Linked DNA regions of Cyprinus carpio: region 2 is linked to region 1. Evidence: chromatin contacts called from public Hi-C data. All regions are on one chromosome and are shown on one strand. Each heading gives the region's core, a stretch centred on a gene start, on an enhancer-like site or on the middle of the called end of the contact. The rest is flanking DNA. Distances are from core to core; before and after follow the strand shown.

Region 1 (6,415 bases), core at 2,265-4,764:
GGAGGTCTATAATACCTGGAGAGAGCAATAGCAATGACAGGCAAATGGTGCTAATTTCTGGGCATAATCACCTATAATAAAATATTTGCAATTTGTGCATTGCTTGCAATTTTTGTTATTGAATGACTGACTGACTGATTGATTGATTGATTGATTGATTGATATGCATTTACTTTTAAATAGCCATCAAAAGTGAAACTTTTTTGCATAATTGCCAAAAATATATATAAATGAATTTAAAAAGTAATAAAATAATTATAATTTTTTATTTAGTTAATATATAAATAATTATGCATAATAACTAAATAATAATTACAAAAACACAATACATTTAGTAAATAATTGTAAACTATACCATTCAAAAGTTTTTTTTAAAGACAATAATACTTTTATTCAGCAATGATGCATTTAGACTGCAAAGCCATTAAAGGGTTAGTTCCCCCGAAAATGAAAAATAGCCCATATTTTACTCACCCTTAAAGCATCCTAGGTGTATATGACTTTCTTCTTTCAGACGAATCCTTTTAGAGTTATATTAAAAATGATCCTTGCTCTTGCAAGCGTTGCTCCCGCCTGCTCCCATTCTAACGCTTGGAAGTGCAAGGATTATTTTTAAGAAAGAAGAAAGTCATATACACCTAGGAAGCTTTGAGGGTGAGTAAAACATGGGCTAATTTTCATTTTTGGGTGAACTAACCCTTTAAAGACATGAATAATGTTCTTTAAACTTTCTATTTATCATAGAACCCTGAAAAATGTATCAGAAAAAAATATAATAATGGTTTCCAAAAAAGTTTAAGCAGCACAATTGTTTTCAGCATTGATAACAATAATTTCTGAAGGCTCATGTGACACTGAAAACTGGAGTAACGGCTGCTGAAAATTCAGCTTTGCCATTACAAAAATAAATTACCTGTAAAATTACATAAAAAAGTAATCTTAAATTATTATATTCACAGTATTACTGTTTTTCTTTTTTAAATGCAAACTTTAAATGATCATTAGAGACTTTCAAAAACTTTACAGGTCCATGCTAACCAGCGAAGCCTTGACCGCCAGGCACTTACAGTCTTTGGAACTTCCAATGCTGTCCTCTTATGTCATATTCTCTTAAGACCATCCTGTCCATCCCACTGTATTTAGACATTCAGGAAACGTCTGTCCAAAGACCATGGCATTTCAAGTACATCATTTTATCAGACTGGTCTATTTCTAACTGCAAACTCTGCCCACATCATCAGATTCTGTCTCTCTCACACAGTTGCCTAGAAGTTATTTTTATGTATATTTTGACTGCTAGAATATACCCTTCCATCAGTGAGGCACTCAGCTGTGTAAAGTTACATGCTATTTTGTCCATGTGGTTCCTGGAATGTATTTCCATGTCTGCTCACTCAGTTACATGTCCACTTCAGTCCAGCTCAAGCTTTACTGCACAAACCACATGGAAACATTCTTCTAAACAAATTTAAAAAATGGCAGGAATGACATGAGGGGCCTCGTTTGTAAAAAACGTGTGTAGGCCTACGCACAGATTTGATCTTAGAGTGTGTGTTCGCTAAAATCCATGTCAGCTTCAAATGTATAAAAATGGTCTATGATGTGGAAAAGTATTTAGCGCCACGTCAGGGTCTAGGCAGACGTACAGTAAGCACTTTTTGATGTCGGAGTACTGCAGGTATTTAGATTATTTGGAAATCTTAGAAATTCTTGCCACTCGTCATTCTTAAATAAAGGATTTGGATGTTGAGTGGTTTTGTTAAATGTAGACTCTGTTAAATGTTAATGACATTAATTAGGTGACATTTACAAGTGGAGATCTGAAACCATTCAACTGCGCACAATTTCAAGATAAAATTACAATTTATACATTCACATCTGAAAGAGAGGCGTATGCAATTTTTACATTTTGTTCTCCGAATCACACATATGCACATTTGAGAAAAGATTGTAAGATCAAATGTTGGACAGTTTCTATGTAACATTTTATAAAAGTGGCTCCACATTTCTCAAGTGTGCAGTTTTAATATCAGCACTAATTCAATGCACTTATTCCTTTTGATCTTTGTAAAATGTTCCTAGACAGTTCCTCTTTGAGGCTTCAAAGAAAGCCTTTAAGGACAAAAGAAAAAAAGAAAGAGAGAGAGAGAAAAAAAGAGAAATTTTTGTCATGGTCCACATTTCCGTTTAACTTCTTGTCTAGATTGTCACATTTGCTAAAAATATAATTTCTACTTTTTTAAAAATGTATTAAATAAAACACCAAAAATGTATTTGTAGAAACAATTTTCACTCAGAAATTTCTAGTAAATTTAACAAATAAATACAGGGAATCTGCAAGCAAAATTAAATTAATTGTGATATTTTGAAGTATACAAACTGAAACAGTCAAACAGTAACCTAAATGCAAAATAGAAGAATTTTAACTAATCTCATTTTTGTACCCATTGTAGGTATTGGGTAAAACTGTGACAGTTGTTGGCTTAAATAGAGGACCTCTGTGTCAGCTTAAATGCTCTAATGGGAAGGTGAGAAGCAAAAGGATATTGTGATGAAAACTAAACATTTCAAAGGATGTAAAAAGCCAGTTAATTAGCCTTGACTGTCCTCTAGACTCCGCGAGGCGTTGAGGAGTGTGTGAGCAAGGACTTCGAGGGTGTAAGGGGACAAACGAGCCACTAAATGAGAACTGATGAAAGCAGTGTGAATTATTCAACATATTATGGGACAAAGTGCGAAATGATTGGCTCCAGTCTCTTCACACTCACGGCCAGCTGCTCACGCTGCACATCTACTCTTCAAACACATGGGCTCAAACTTCAGACTAAACTAAACAGAACACATGCAAACATAAACTTATGTAATAGTTCTCTCTCATTTGCATCTGTGTGATATCCAACTCGATGAAACAGGAGCTACAAGAATCTGTCTGTGAATCTGTTTTCTTTGGCAGACTAAAATAAGTGGAAGAAAGGAATATTTCAGTTTTAATGCAAGTTAAGCTCAATCGACAGCATTTGTAGCATAATGCTGATTAACGAAAAAATATTGATTTATTTTGACTTGCTCTTGTTTTCAAGGTTAAAATTAAAATAAAAAATTGAAAAAAAGCACTTCCAGATTTTTTTCTGTCAAAAACTTTCATATTATTTGATTTGCAATGCACAAAATGTATTAAATGTTTATTGTATTTAATATTTATTTATTTAGACTTCCATGGGAAGGGCCTTACTGTAACCTTGAAAATATAAAAATATTCTCTGAAAAACATAGCCACAATATGTAAACAAAAAATGTGTTAGCATTATTTTAGTGTGAAAATATTGGTTTAACCTTTTCTGTAATGATATACCTGGTAGCCATGAGAACTAAAATGACTGTAAAAATAATTTAATAATCAAATAATACATATTTTTACAGAAAAATAATACTTTATAATTTTTTTTACACAAATAAGCTTCACATTTCTGCTTTTAAATGCTCAAAATATACTCTATTGTACCATTGTATTAAGTGCCTCCCTTTAACCTCGAAAACAAGTTAAAATAATTATTTTTTGTAGTAACCAACGTTACATCTTCCAAACAAATGCCAAAAAAGCTACTGACTGAGCATAACAGCAATTTGGGATACAGAACCTAGGATATTCCTTTAAGTCAGGGTCAAACCTAGAGAGAAAAACAGCCGGGGTTATTAATTTCACATGTACCAGGAGATCACGTCATAACAGGGTCAACAGGTTTGGAAAATGTAATGTAGATGGGCAGTCTGGCCTTTCTGCGATGGTAATGAGAATTGTTATGTAATCCAGGAATGTACCAAACTCAAATAGTATATCATGTGATATGTAATCATGTGATTTGCATTAGTTTGTGCTGTTTACTGGTGTGCATATTATAAACAGAGATAACCAAGTCTACTTTTACAAAGCTTAAAGAATCAGCATAATGCACCACCAGTGCAAAAGGGTAAATAAGTGCACAATCTTGCTGCTTTTATTCCGCTGTTCTCTTTCTAAACTGTCATCAGCTCTAGTCATCAGACCCGTGTTGACAGGCGCTGCTCGTGAGTCTGCGTTCTGACCCTGGGAACTGTTTTCACAGTTGGGGAGTTTGGAGAACAGCACCGCTTTACAAGAGCTGGAAGAAGGACTGGGTCTCCTCCAAACTCTGATTCATGGCCAACCTCATACCTTACCAGCTGTGTCTGGCATCAGTCCACATCATCAACCCACCTCTGACCCAGTAAACAGATACTGGACCTATTGGAACAAGCACTCAATCATTGTAGATATTGTATATCAAAGCAAAAGTATCCTGTGATGCAATGTTGTAGAATATTGTTATTTTAGTATATATGGTATACTAAAGAGTCTTTGTTAATATTTTGAGCAGCTTTTTATATTTTCAGTTTTTATTTATTTATTTATATTTTTATAAAGCTATTATATAATTTTAGTATTTCTACTTGTTTCAGTTAGTTTCTGTGCACATTTCTAATTTTTATTTAAGCATGTTTTTATCTAATATGTAGCTGTATTTTATTTCACTTTTATTTCAGTTACCAAGAATTAATGTTAATCATTTGAGTTTTAACAATAACAATACAGGCAGAGGTTAAAATATGAGAAAAGTGTTCCATAATCTCTGTCTGACAACATTTTAGTGTGCATAGCAGTTATGCTCAATACAATGTTGTCAGATAGAGATTCTGGAACGCTTTTCTCATATTTTAACCTCTGTCCACATATTGTGGTTGAAATTGATTAAAGGGTACTTTTGAGAAATGTCTTTAATATGTTTTTGCTATTGTATCATGTCTAGACTTGGACAATTGAATTGAACATCTATTGTGATTTGTCTGTCATCTGAAGAATTTGTAAAACATTTGGTTTTAACATCCATTATGAATTACTTCATGTTTTCAGCAGCTGCATCTGAAAGAATTTAAAGTACCCCATTATGGATTTTTGAAAATTACCTTTCATGCAGTGTGTAACACAGCTCTAAGTGAACGAAAACATCCTGGAAACTTTTAAATCTGAAAGTGCACCGTGTATAAAGTTATTGTCTCTCAAAAGAAAGAGTCGACTCTGAATCATTGAAACGAGTAATTTTTAAAACAAATCCCAAGCCATTTCATGTTGAGGTCAAAGTGAAACCATAGCATATTGCTCGCACACTTGTTGCGTGCACAGGAAAACTTGAATTTCGCGTTGGTCTGAATGAAAATGCTAATTCATTCTTTGCCACTAGGTGCCACTTTTGGAGCGGTAAAAATAGAGGTTTCCCCGTAACGCTGTACACAAAGCAGCACTGCACTCACAAACACTGCTTTTTCAGGCATGATGTAATGAAAATGAAATCGACCAATCGGACCAATCAAAGCAGATTAGCATCATGCAAAGGAGGGGTTTGGAAAAATGAATCGTTAAGTGAATCGTTTGGGAGTCGTTGAACAAATAAGGTAAAAATAAATGCAAGACAATGAAAGTGTTTTTTGACCTTGCATGCATGTCAATCTGTTGTTGGGTACTGCCAAAACCAAAATATGAACATTTCATAACCCATAATAGGGGCACTTTAATTACTGAAATGAGGTTTTGAATTATGTAAGCTATATGTTGCCCTCTGCTGGTGTGGTGTGGAGAATCTACTTGCAAGTTAATTGATGAAACACATCAAGCTTTGTAAAAAAAAAAGTGAAAGTGACATACAGCCAAGTATGGTGACCCATACTCAGAATTCGTGCTCTGCATTTAACCCATCCAAAGTGCAAACACAAAGCAGTGAACACACACACACACCTGGAGCAGTGGGCAGCCATTTATGCTGTGGCACCCGGGGAGCAGTTGGGGGTTCGGTGCCTTGCTCAATGGTACCTCAGTCATGGTATTGCCGGCCCAAGACTCAAACCCACAACCTTAGGGTTAGGAGTCAAACTCTCTAACCATTAGGCTAGACTTCCCCATGGTTGTCATAACCACATACAGCCAGTTGACCACACAAAGCTCAATGGCATTGATGTATATCTCAACTCATTTAGCAATTTAAATAGAAAAGTAGACAGTCAGACAAACATGTTCAATGAAACATCACACTCAAGTTTATTCTCTTCAGATTTTCTGGGCAGTATGTACAAAACAACAGTATTTACAATGATGATTGCACAGGAAAAGGTCACAGAAGCAGCAGCTAAAATAAAAGCATAACAATGTCTAAAAATTCATACCCTGTCATCAGCATGGATTTTGCGCTGCATGTTTTATTCTCCAGACAAATTCGACTTCTAAACAGGAACAGCAATTACAGTTATGTACATGGACACTGCAAATAAATGGTGCTAGAATCATGATTCACCACAAGGGGGCACAAAATCCCTGCGCAGCGCAAAACAAAAGCAGACTAAAAATAAT
Region 2 (6,726 bases), core at 1,989-4,488, 45 kb before region 1:
CGAATGTGTCAGAGTGTTGTGTGACGGTGGGATTAGCTCATAGTAAATTTCCTTTTCCTTATGACACGCTACCCATGCTCACATTCCTGGAACTCAATTACAGTTCCTGAAAAGAATGAGGTGCTTGTGCAGAGATGTTTGGAGCTCTGGTGAGGAAACATTGCAGGTGAGTCACTCAGAATCAAGCACTTGTTTATTGCTGCGGGTGGAAAAGGGAACCAGACTGCAGTGGTATAAATACAATAGAGCTGGTGTTAAAAGATGTGCTTTTCTGGACATGAGAGAAACTGTTATGTAACAATAGTTTTAGGAAGGATTCAGTATATCATGTGTAACCATTTTAACTCTTCTTTGGCTCCTGCAAAAGTAATAAACTCCTAAATATTTTAACTGTAACTGTGTAATCCCTTTCCACAGCTGACAGCATAATTCTTAGAAAGTACACAGTAACTTTTTCCACTAGAATCCGAGTCTGACTGTTTGTGACATTTATATAGTTCAGTATGGACAGTGTGGCTTTCTGAGCAGGAGAGAAAGAGCTAAGATGAATGTGTTTGCTTTTTCTCAAGTGAAAGGTAGCAGTGATTGTCTGGCTCAACAAAAACAGTCTGTGGTATTGTGCAACTTCGGTATGCTTGCCATTATTCAGACTTATTGAAACACACTTGGTTTGGCATAAAGAACTGAGGCTAATCATCTAAATCTAAAGCAACTAAACTCAGAGTTGTTAACCAGAGATCCCCGAAATCCCTAAAGTTTGGTTAAAGGAACAGTTTACCCCAAATTAAATATTTCCTGAAAATTTCCTCACCCTCAGGCCACCCCTTGAAGTAGATGAGTTTGTGTCTTCATCCGAACAGATTTAGAGAAATTCAGCATCACATCACTTGCTCACCAATGGATCCTCTGCAGTGAATGGGTGCCGACAGATGAGGGCTCAAACAGATGATAAAAACATTACGATAATCCACAAGTAATCCACACAACTCCAGTCCATCAATTAACATTATGTGAAGCAAAAAGCTGCATGTTTGTAATGCACAGTCCATCATTAGGGCATTTTAATAGTAAAACATTAGTCCATAATCCATTATAGCTTCTTCAGTTAACAAAAAAATCCAGCCCCTTGTGTCATCTCACATCAATACACAAATAAACACCTAAATATCACCGAATCAAACATTTTAAAGTCTTACATCATTTGTAAAATTTGCATATTTCTTTCCTGATTCAGATGTGATGGCTTTTTTTCTTTTACTGGAGAAGGCAGTAAATGCCATAGTTTAGCCAGGTTTAAAGTTTAAAAAATGGCTTAATGATGGATATGTTTACAAATACACAGATTTTAACTTCACTAGATGCTAATTGATGAACTGTAGTTGTGTGGATTATTGTAATTTTTTTTTAACAGATGTTGAACTCTCATTCTGATTCCAAACATTCACATCAAAAAATAAACTCATCTACATCTTTGATGGACTGAGGGGTGAGTAAACATTAAGTAAATTTTCATCTTTGAGTGAACTATATTCCAGCCGGAGGATGAGAAAATGTTCAATTTTAAGTTAAATGTTCCTTTAATGTTTTTGATTAAAATTTTACATTTTAAAGTGTTTCTGAGGAAATCTAGCCTTGTTATACTGAGGGTCCATGAGACCCTTGTACTGAGAAGGTTGAAAACCTTTCATTAAACTATTGAAAAGCAAAACCAATGTAAACCAGTGCCAGAAAGGCCAATAAAACTATTAGGAAACAAAAGGATTTGTAAGATCTGGGATTTTGTTGGTAAATAATATGCCTTTCTGTTGTGTGATTGTTCTAGGCATGTAAAGAAGCTTTGGATTTGTGAGTAATCAGACTGAACACAAGGGGACAGTAAAATACTTCACATGTCCCTCAGTGGTAATACTATAGTTAAAGCAAGAGTATGATTCTCAGATAGTTTAATGTAACTTGAGGTTTGTTCCTACCATCACTGTTCACTCACCTCTTCGCTGTCACAGAAGTCTACATCAGAGGGAAAATATCTACTCCACCCTACAACAGAATGGTTTGAGAGACACTAGCAGGCTCAGGAGAATGATACATTGTATAAGGTCTATGGAGGAGTTATTACTGTGTCTCCAGACAGTTTGGGTTGCCAGGATGCCTCATTGTCCGTTGAGTCATATAGAGAGGAGCCACATGAATCAGAGTCTTCAAGCATGGAAATGCAGTCATCATGCAGTAACAGCATCTAGGTCGGAGTGCAGTCAGGTTGAAAGTGAATATGAAAGCGCAAACAATACTGTGATTGAAGACGAGGCTGTGACCAAGTATTCAAGACTGGGGGTCATTGAAAAGCAATATCTACCATCACTACTCTGAATATTGGAGGATGCATGCAGCGTCCCCCCTTTAAGTGAGAGACAGACTAAGGCAAAACACCTCTAACAACAAAATCAGAAATATGAACAGAAATTAACTACATATTCTGTCAGAAAATAACTATTTATTAAAAGGCAATATTAACCTCTGGGGAAAACAAAACACTTTTTTACATAACTCCACAAAACAAACAAACAAAAACCAATCATCCAAAAAGGTTCAAGGAATCAATAAATCAATTAATTTAAAATGATTCAAGTAATTATTTTAAAAGCATAATTGTATAATTAAAATAATCACACTGCTACCTAAAAAATCGAATCAACATGAAACTTAAAATATCTATATTTATGCACAAGATTTATGTTAATATAATTACTTTATTTTACTTATAGGTCTACTAAGAAAACAATTGAATATAATTTCCTTAAATAGAATATTATGAAACGCATCAAATTTGAGATGATCAGTAAATAAAAGAAAGACTATTTCCTTTAACTACATAAAGCAACCAGTGTAGCATCCATTTGTCAAATGACTGAATTCATTTAAATAAATTGTCAACTTGTATACTGTTGTATATCTAAATAATCAAACTACTATTTAAAAACTGTTAAAGCACAAGATATTACTTAAATTAAGAAAAAAAAATACTTATAAATTATGAAATATATAAAATTTGAGTTAAATAATAAACAGAGGTAGGCCCACTCGCTGAATGAAATAAAATGAAAATAAAAATGAAAGAAAGTTCCAGCACCTAAATGTATATCTGACATGCACATACACAGTGATTATACTATCATTATGTAGTCCACAATCAGCAGGGTTTATCGGGGAAATGAGCTAAACAACAACTCTGCTCAATTGGGAGGGACGCTCAGCAGCAGCTGGGAGCTATTTGACCACGTGACTGGAGAGATGTTTCTGTCGCTGTAAGCAGCCATCATTTCACCCAATACAAGCCTGTGCTAAAAAGACAGAGAGGAGATATAGTCATGAATTTGCACGGGAATACAGACTGAAAGGAACCTACTCGAGCCACTCCTTCGCCTATGGTTTATTTTCCGGTAAGTATCATTTGGAGCTTCGGGCTGAAATAATTACGGTTAAACACATTTGCCTGTCTTTTGTCTTTGCTGTGTTCACATGCACACACTCGCGTTTTCCCAAGCTTTTCGAATGCAAACATCCAGTCGATGTGCTCATTCAACAAGCCGAAGTTAAACGGGAAATGCGATACAAATGCGCTAGATTGTGGCACGTTTCCTATTGCGTCTGTGTAAATAATAGATTAAACAACAACTACTTCTTGCGTTTGTAATGAGTCTAAAATGGATTTTTAAACCAGTAAAATGTGTCTCGTGGACCTACGTTTAATAGTTTCCAACCCTAGTTAAGTTTGGCAGCATCAGGAGATTTGTGTTTCTGATTATGTTGTTTGTTGGTTACATTTAAAGGCCAGGTAGTCGCATTATAGTGACTAGCGAAGCTCAGTGAACTAAGTTAATCAGTTTGGTGTATTTACATGAGAATTGTGCTTGTAGCCGTTTCTAGTTGTACTCCTCATCAGTAAAGGTGTTTGGTCCAGACAGCGCTGGAAAGGCTTTACTTTCGGTTTAAGGTTTTAAAGACTTGGAGCATTTGGTCTGGAGGCATCTGTGTTAAGCTATCTGTACTTGTTTGGTGTTCTAAGAGCGCTAATAATTAGTGTAGTAGCACTGGAGTTTGTGTAATCTACCTGGAGAGAAGAGGGGGATCTTATTTATTTTATTGCTTTTTTTAGGTTTAAGTTTTCTTTTGTAAATCAAGCAGAATCATGTGTATTTACCTGCGGCAGGGAGTGGGCCTTTGAAAATCTGCATTGCTGTTTTCACTCGCGCCAGATCTCTCCTAGCAGGTTTCAATCACTGGAGGGGGCTGGAAACTTAAAAACACGGAGTGGAGTTGGAGCGGAGTGACTAGCGAGCTCTTTGAGTGGAAAGGGGAAATCTCTGTTCCTGCTCCAGTCAAATGATGTTCCAGACCGGATTTTGATCTGTGTTGCTTTGTAATAAGCAATGCTTAAAGGGTTACTCCACCCCAAAATGAAAATTTTGTCATTAACCACTTACCCCCATGTAACCCTAAAAAACTTTGTTCGTCTTCGGAACACAATTTAAGATATTTTGGATGAAAACGGGAGGCTTGAGACTGTCCCATATACTGCCAAGTAAGTAACACTGTCAAGATCCAGGAAACTATGAAAAGCATCGTCAGAATAGTCCATCTGCCATCATTGATTCAACCGTAATGTTATGAAGCGACAAGAATACTTTTTGTACACGAAGAAAACAAAAATAATATTCAACAATTCCTCTGCTCTGTGATTCTCCAAATCAGCGTAGCGCCATTTTGGTGAATCTGAGCAGTACGCAGGCGGCGTATGCTCTTCTGTGTCAGGCGAGCTGCGCTGATGCGCTGTTTTCTTTCAAACCAAAGCGTAAATACACATAAAAACTGTATCCTTTTGGCGTGGCTGATACAGAAGAGAGTACACCGCCTACATATTGCTCAGATTTGCCAAAATGGTGCTACACTGATTTGGAGAGACACAGAACATAGGAATTGTTGAATAAAGTCGTTATTTTTGTTTTCTTCATGTACAAAAAGTATTCTCGTCGCTTCGTAACATTACGGTTGAATCACTGATGGCAGATGGACTATTCTGACGATGCTTTTCATAGTTTCCTGGACCTTGACAGTGTTACTAACTTGGCAGTATATGGTACAGTCTCAAGCCTCCCGTTTTTATCCAAAAAATCTTAAATTGTGTTCCGAAGACGAACAAAGCTTTTAGGGGTTTGTAACGACATGGGGGTAAGTGATTAATGACAATTTTCATTTTGGGGTGGAGTAACCCTTTAATGCTTTGGCTTCTTCTGAAATATTCATTGGCAGAGAAGAAAAATAACTAACTGGTATTTTTTATATTTTTTTTTGTCTAATTCTAATTGACTCAACTAACGTTTTAATAACAGCTTTTTAAAAAAAAAAATGTAATAGTTTAACAAAATATTTCACATTGTATATTTAAAGATACAGAAGTCTTGTGTAGGCATTTCACTCTCTATAGATATATTTTTCATACACAGAGTTTCAAAGTTTCTCGCTCGTTCACATGACCGAGAGAGCAGAAAGTGCATTCTGTTTGCTTTATTTTCCAGAAGCGCAACATTTTGTCGTTGTTCTGATTGCACACAAATAAACGTAGAGTCTTTACAGATTTAAAAGATGTATTACTTTTATCTGTATGACCAAAAATTATGGAGTATTTTAAGAGCAAGTGAACGCAATGGCGCATCTTGGAGCTCTTCCACTGTGTGGTTTGGCTCAGTACAGTACGGTTCAGCTCTGCTCTGTTTGTTTCCACCGCTTTAGAGTGGGCGGGATTATTCACATGTCGTTATAGTTGTGCCACCTCTACTGCTGCAACTCCTGAGAAACTTTTTAATTCTGTGTTGCCCCATCAAGCTCTCGCTGGATCCGCTCCTCTGCTATCAATGAGAGGAACGAAACAGACAATGAAACAGACACTTTTTGGTTGTTAAAAAAGGTGTGCTCATTCAAAACAGATGCGTTCGATCCTTCGCTGGCTATGCTGATTTAAATTTAGCAGTTCTGTTGTGTTTATCTAGTGATGTATCTAAAACACCAATAAATTAAAATCAAATTTTACGTACCATGCGGTGGAAAAGAACAAATAAAGTGAACTGTACTGTGCCGTACCATGCGGTGGAAAAGCACCATATCTGTCCTGCTGTGAGCGCACTGCTGTTCATCTTCCACACACACTTCAATAGCGCACATTTCTGTAGGTTAACATTAGATTGAGCGGCCATGTAAAGTTGTTACTACATACATCTTTAAGATTAAAAGCTATATTTGAGGTCGGTGAATGATAGGTGGGCTTATGGATGTCCTGCCTGATGTACTGTATTACCACATAGACCAGCCATTAATGATTTGTCTGTCATCAGCCACACCAAAGCAAACAGGAGGAGAGCATAAAGAGACAGGGCAAAAACTAAAATATACAGTTTATAGTTTATTTATATAAAAGGTATATTTGTGTATAAAGTTGGGTATCATAGTGTTATTACGATTCCTGGTCCCGCCCACTCCCGCTGACATTTTTTCCTGTCCTGTCCCTGCACTCACACTTGGACTAAACATTCAGGGCCGGAGGCGGAGCACACTTACGTCATGTATGAGATAACGGAAAAAAATACTTTCGCTAATATTCTGCCTAATAATTAAAAATTAATGCCGTGCATTGACTTTCACTTGTATGTATCAGAAAATTATGGGGGCAGCTGA

What was found. Hi-C and Micro-C count contacts between places; a contact is called where the count stands out from the background.
Region 2: a contact with region 1 is called in a Hi-C map of skeletal muscle, with 3 times the contacts expected there. The contact joins the promoter of LOC109098931 here to the enhancer-like site in region 1. A contact is called at or near these places in 3 of 8 Hi-C or Micro-C datasets (liver and skeletal muscle).

What each region holds. Positions count from the first base shown.
Region 1 is chrB23:14,142,905-14,149,319 of ASM1834038v1, reverse strand. No RefSeq gene overlaps it. Among protein-coding and RNA genes, the nearest start is that of LOC109098931, 45 kb to the left of the region's middle. Within about 2 kb of position 3,514, at least 1 of the 8 cell types and tissues checked has an H3K27ac peak or open chromatin away from gene starts, as enhancers often do. A contact at or near this core is called in skeletal muscle, where this site is marked.
Region 2 is chrB23:14,187,590-14,194,315 of ASM1834038v1, reverse strand. It overlaps LOC109098931 (SPRY domain-containing SOCS box protein 1), which reads left to right and starts at 3,238. Exons shown (of 3, transcript XM_019112466.2): 1 at 3,238-3,437.